2 separate regions of the Hordeum vulgare genome follow, and region 1 is linked to region 2. Evidence: chromatin contacts called from public Hi-C data. All regions are on one chromosome and are shown on one strand. Each heading gives the region's core, a stretch centred on a gene start, on an enhancer-like site or on the middle of the called end of the contact. The rest is flanking DNA. Distances are from core to core; before and after follow the strand shown. Region 1 holds the start of LOC123412115. Region 2 holds the start of LOC123412833 (3'-N-debenzoyl-2'-deoxytaxol N-benzoyltransferase-like).

Evidence for each region. A called contact is a pair of places that touch in the nucleus more often than the background predicts.
Region 1: a Hi-C map of leaf shows a contact between it and region 2, with 3 times the contacts expected there. The contact joins the promoter of LOC123412115 here to the promoter of LOC123412833 in region 2. A contact is called at or near these places in 2 of 6 Hi-C or Micro-C datasets (leaf and seedling).

Annotation. Positions count from the first base shown.
Region 1 is chr7H:40,537,135-40,540,095 of MorexV3_pseudomolecules_assembly, reverse strand. It overlaps LOC123412115, which reads right to left and starts at 1,533. Exons shown (of 1, transcript XM_045105059.1): 1 at 891-1,533. The coding sequence starts at 1,426. The coding sequence ends at 1,133.
Region 2 is chr7H:40,350,788-40,353,813 of MorexV3_pseudomolecules_assembly, reverse strand. It overlaps LOC123412833 (3'-N-debenzoyl-2'-deoxytaxol N-benzoyltransferase-like), which reads left to right and starts at 1,625. Exons shown (of 2, transcript XM_045105779.1): 1 at 1,625-3,026. The coding sequence starts at 1,859.

The sequences.
Region 1 (2,961 bases), core at 284-2,783, 190 kb before region 2:
GTTGGCAAAAACGGAGGATGAGAGCTCGAGCTATGGGGAAAACACAGAGGAGAAAACAGAGAGGATGAGCTTGGGCTGGACGAAGGGTTTATATAGGGACATCTTTAGTCCCGGTTGTTGATACAGATCGGGACTAAAAGTCCACCTCTAGTCCCGGTTGGTAATACCAACCGAGACGAAATGGGTTCGCTCGGGCCCCAGCCTGACGCCAGCCTGCCACCACCTCTTTAGTCCCGATTGTAACACCAACCGAGACTAAAGATCACAAATGAACCGGGACTAATCTTAGCCGTGCCCCCGGCCGCTCCTAGCCGTTGAAACCGGGACTAATGATCACATTAGTCCCGGTTCAAAACACAACCGAAACTAATTAATGCTAAAGACGAAAGATCTGTTTTCCACTAATGGAGTGACCTGCCAATCAAAATTGAGATGGATTCTGTTGTTGCAGTTAAGTTGCTCAGTCTAAGGAGGTGGGTAGATCGATCTACTCCTTGCCCGTTAAGATAATTAGATATCTTATGTTTTTTCTTGATTCTTGTATTACTCATGTAAATCGCAATCAAGATGACAAGATTAGTACTCCCTCTGTTTCTAAATATAAGTCTTTTAAGAGATTTATTAAAGGTCTACATACGGAACAAAATGAGTGAATCTACACTCTAAAATATGTCTATATACATTTGTATATAGTCTACTAATGAAATCTTTAGAAAAAAATTATATTTAGGAACGAAGGGAGTAATAGTTTAGCTAAGTTTGCTTGTTTGGAAGGCACAACCATCACTTGGAAACGTTCGTGGCCTCCAGTTGTTCTGGAGCTAGCTGTGATTGATTGTATGAACCTTATGAGTTGAGTAATACAGTACAAGTGTTTCATGCGCAAAAAAAAAAAAAAGACGAATGCATTGTATATATAGATAATCATAATCCACTCCCGTTGTATCTCCATCGACCAGTGAGTCGGGAAACGGGAAAGATCAAGTACACCATTTTATTTTCCTTGCGTGCTTGAGAGAGACACGAAGTACAAAACTCATGTTTGAGTAACCTACCACCCATGCGCATGCGTACACCCTCCTTAACGGACGCACGCTCCTTGACAAGAGCTTGCACGTCAGCGCGAGCTTAATTAATGGTGCTGAGGGTCCGGGCCGCCGGGGCTGGACCTCTTCGACTCAGAGTAGGGCATCGCCGCCGCCGCCCTCCCAGCTGCTGACCGCCGCGCGCTGCTCGACACAGCCGTCCCTGCCAGCTGCCCCGAGAAGACGGCGGGGGCATTGCTCCCGCCGGCCAGCATTCTCCGGCCGGCCACCGCCACCTGCAGGAGGTCGGCCTCGCAGCGTGAGACGGCGGACAGCAGCAGCAGGAGCACCACGGCGCACGTCACCACCGGCATCCTCAACGCGCTCGAGCTGGACGCCATGAGAGGTATCGATCGGTCTAGCTAGCTAGCTAGATTATATTCGCCGGCGAATGCTATGCTCTGCAGCTTGCTGCCTTGCTATACCTCGCTCTAGACTGTGCAGGTGGTGGTGCTGAGTTGGGTACGTAGCTGCACGACGCCGAGGTGATTTATAGGGGAGCGTCCGAGGCCGGCCGGGCAGGCGGTTAATTTGCCGTTATTCAAAATATACCGGGCGTTGGCGCCATGGGTGGAGATCGCCGGTGTGTCGCACTCGCCATGACAGCGACGAACCAGCGACGAGGGCAATGACCTCACTCACCCAACGAATCATCGTCGTACATATATGCGCCATGTTGCAAATACAAATTGACAACTTGGGCGCGGAAAAGGGGCCTTTCTTTTGTATGGCCCCTCCCGGTTGGATTTTCAGCAAGGAGAAACCTCGCATTATCGTTATAGATATTATCTGTGCGGACCCTCACACAACGAACGAAAACGGGGCAACTGCAGACCGAAGTATGATTGGATGGTTAGGTAGATAGCAGTATCTCAGTCCATCATAATTCAAGTCCTAGACTTGGCACTGGTACTCGCATTTTTCTGTATTTATTTCAACCTTTCGACGATGTGCGTTATGTCGGAGAAGATGTTTCTGTCGACTACGAAAACGTCTATGATGACTTTATCAATTTCAGAATAATAAGCCGTCTCAGTTTGATGAGATGCTCATAAAAATAAAATATGTGTATGTATTTATAGGGATGAGCGTATGAGCGTCTCCATCTATATTGTGTTCAGAAAAAGAAAAACGAGGCAACTTTATGCTCATGCATGGCCCCGTGTGGTCGATCATATATACGCCATGTTGCAAATACAAATAAGGCAAGTTGGACGAGAAAAGATGCCTTTCTTTTCTTCGGCCCCTCCATATCAGATTTTCAGGCAGAAGAAATCTGGCATCATAGATACCCATGCAAACCTCAAAATAGGCGAAAGACATCCGTGCATGTTTGACATTGTTTGTTGGACCAACCATCGTTATCGACAGGTTTCGTCACGCCATTGGAACGACAAGAGAGCGGCAATCAAAATCCGTGGGAACGGGTGTCTTGGGCCAGATCACCGCGGTCGAATCAGCAGCCGCCGTAATCTTCGCCCGGATACACATGCATATCTCTCGCCGCCTCTTGCCACCGCACGAAACTTTGTTCACACCACGACCTACGTAGGCGCGCACACACACAATTGATGATATGTCAAAGAGGTTGCGTCCACGCACACACCCATTTGTAACTCCATCGATCGACCTTACCAAATTGGAGTCTGGGATCGGCAGAGCCATTGCGCTTGGCAGGCAAAGAGTTTCCCATTCGTCCAACTCGTAAAGGCGAGTAACCACCCTAGGACGTCCCTAGCTAGCTATACTATGCGTACCGACAGATCCATGCATGCATGACCAAGAGTCCAAGACCACCCCAGTGCCCAGGTCATGAGCTAGCTAGCTAGCTATAGGGCGGTCCGTGTCACTTTGCACCGGCCCGTGAATTGTATAA
Region 2 (3,026 bases), core at 376-2,875:
CGAGTTCGAGCACTTTCAAGCTCATTGTTGCTTCAACTGTTTTTGTTGCTCTTCCTAATAGAAGACAAGTGGGTTCATGCAGCTTTTAAAAATGTTTACTGTCACTATGAAAACATAAGATAATATCATTACCAAAATGTAAAACAAACAAAATAAAAAGTGAAAATAAAAACAGCGCTAGCGACTGACTTAAAATGGACCGGCCTGATTCATCCTAATGTCAGCCAATGACAGTCTACAATCCTTGCCATAATTTCCGGGATTACAAGTTTGAAGTTTAGTTTAGTTTTCTTCTATAATTTAAGGGAAATGATTTTCCTCAGCCGGCTGATCATTACCTTGCATCCATGACCTTCCGTGCTAGGCACGTGTCCCACAGGGTTTACATGCATTGGATCGGTTGAGCACTCCGCTGCGGTAAGTTTTTGCAACAAGACATTTGTTGTAAAAAAGAAAAAACTGCAACCAGGCTTGTGTTAAGAAAAACTTAAAAATTTCTGCAACATGACATTTATTGTAAAAAATGCAACATGACCTCACTCACAAACATTTTTGCAACAAGATATCTGTTGAAAAAAACTGCAAGAAGAGTTGTTTTGAAATAATGAAGCGCTACTTGGCCATTCGAGGCGCCAAATTGGTCAACTCGCGACACGGCCGATCTTTTAAAAGGATCGGCCGATGGACACGCAACACACCCATTTTCTTTCTCGACCCAACCATGGTGTCCAACAGGTCTTTCTGTAACACGATCTTTGCTAAAGAAAATCCTCTACAACAAACTCCATTGCAAACAAAAATATACTAGTGTTTTCATAACATGATCTGTGTTGTAGAAAATATTATATAACAAACTTTCTTACAGAAAAAATTATACAACTGTTTTCGCAACACGGTCTTTGTTGCAGAACATAATCTATAACAAACTTTATTGCAAAATAATTACAGATGTTTGTGCAACACAATGTGCGTTGTAAAAAATATTCTATAACAAATCCGATTGCAGAAAAAATTATAAAAGTATTTCCGCAACACAATCTTTATTACAGAAAATATTCTATAACAAACTCTGTTGCAAAACATTATACAGGTGTTTCCAAAACATGATCTTTTGTTGCAAAAAATATTCTATAACAATCTCTGTTGCAAAGAAAGTCTACAAAATATTTCCGCAACAAGATCTTTGTTACAGAAAATTCTGCAACATAATCTATGTTGTATAAGTTAATATGCCCGTCAGCTATTTGATGACTACACCTCTAGTCGAAAGCGACCCGGCCGATCTTTTAAAAAGATCGATCGGCGGATGCATAGGTTTGTTTTGGACTTTTTCCGAAATGCTGGTCCGAAGATCAATTCGGCAGCCTTGGTCTGGCATCTGGTTGGACCAATCGGCATCGGCGCATCTGGTTGCCGACTTGTATATTTGCCGACTTGTAGTGATGCAAACGTACGACTGTTTGGATTTATTCAAACGTGTGTTTTGAATCCTGTAGGGATACAGCTATTTCCCGTGAAGTTTCTGAAAACCATGTAGCAAACGGACAGTATTGCTTGCATTGCATGCAGAGCCCGCCGGACTGACAAGTTGAAATGGTGTCGGCGCCACCGCACTACTGGCGCCTGGCGCTCCCACGTCGCCATTCGTCGTCCTGGAAACATCTCATCCAATTTGTTCCACCAACCGCGTCGCCATCGGTCCGCCGTGACGGGCCAGTGCTGTCTGCCGTGCCACGACCGCCACCTACTCCGACCCACACAAACGTCCCCAGGTTTTAAAGCGCGAGCGAGCCCTCTCCGTCCTTCCCTCCCACCGCCGGCCGCCGCGACAGCGCGGGCTCCCCTCCCGGCCGGCCGCATGGAGCCGCCGGCGCCTCCGCCCCCGCCCCCGCCGCAGCTGCACCTGCGCGTCCTGGACACCGTCAGGCTCTCCCCGGCGCGGCGGCCTCCGGCGTCGTCCCTGCCGCTCTCCGGCCTCGACGCCGACCGCAACGTGCTCGACGTCTCCTTCCGCACCGTCCGCTTCTTCCCTGCCCACCCGGTCTCCCTCGACCCGCTCGACGCCCTCCAGGCCGCGTTCGCCCACGCGCTCGGCCTCTTCCCGCAGCTCGCCGGCTCCGTCGTCCGGGAAGACGGCAGCGTCGTGTTCTCCGGGGCCGGCGAGGACGCCGTGGCCCTCGTCCTCGCGGCGACGGAGCTGACGGTGGCCGACGTCGACGCGGACAAGCCGGACTCGCCGCTGCTCGGCCGCCTCGCGCCCGGCGACAGCGACGGCGGGCCGGCAGCGCTTGCGCTCCAGGTCACTCGGTTCACGTGCGGCGGCGTCGCGCTGGGGATGCGGGTGGCGCACGCGCTCTGCGACGGCGCGGGGTCCACCAAGTTCCTCGTCGCCGCCGCGCGGTTCGCGCGGGGTCTGGAGCCGGAGGCCGCGGCGGAGCCGGTGTGGGACAGGCGGGAGCTCCTGGGCCCCAGGAACCCGCCGCGGGTGGTGACGCCGTTCGACGCCGTGCTCGCGACCGACGACGACATCCCGCGGCTTGGCCCGTACGGCGCGGCGAGCGACGGAGAAGGGCACGAGCGGCTGGCGAGGGAGTGCTTCCACGTCAGCGACGCGCGCGTGGAGGCGCTGAGGGCGCGGCTCGCCGCCGACGCCGGCGTCAAGTTCACGACCTTCGAGGTTCTCGCCGCCTTCATCTGGCGCGCCAAGGTGAAGGCCAACCAAACTGCCCCCGACGAGACGGTGAAGATGGTGTACTCCATGAACATCAGCGGTCTCCTCGACCCGCCGCTGCCGGAGGGGTACTGGGGCAACGTGTGCGTGCCGGTGTACGTGGCGCTGGCCGCGAGCGACCTCGCCGGGCGGCCGCTGGCGGAGACGGCGTCACTGGTCAGGAAGAGCAAGCGGGAGGTGGACGAGGAGTACGTGCGGTCCTACGTCGACCTCCAGGAGCTGCGGCGCGGGGAGGGCGGCATCACGGCGGGGCGGCGCGGCGTGAGCGCGTTCACGGACTGGCGGAGGCTGGGGC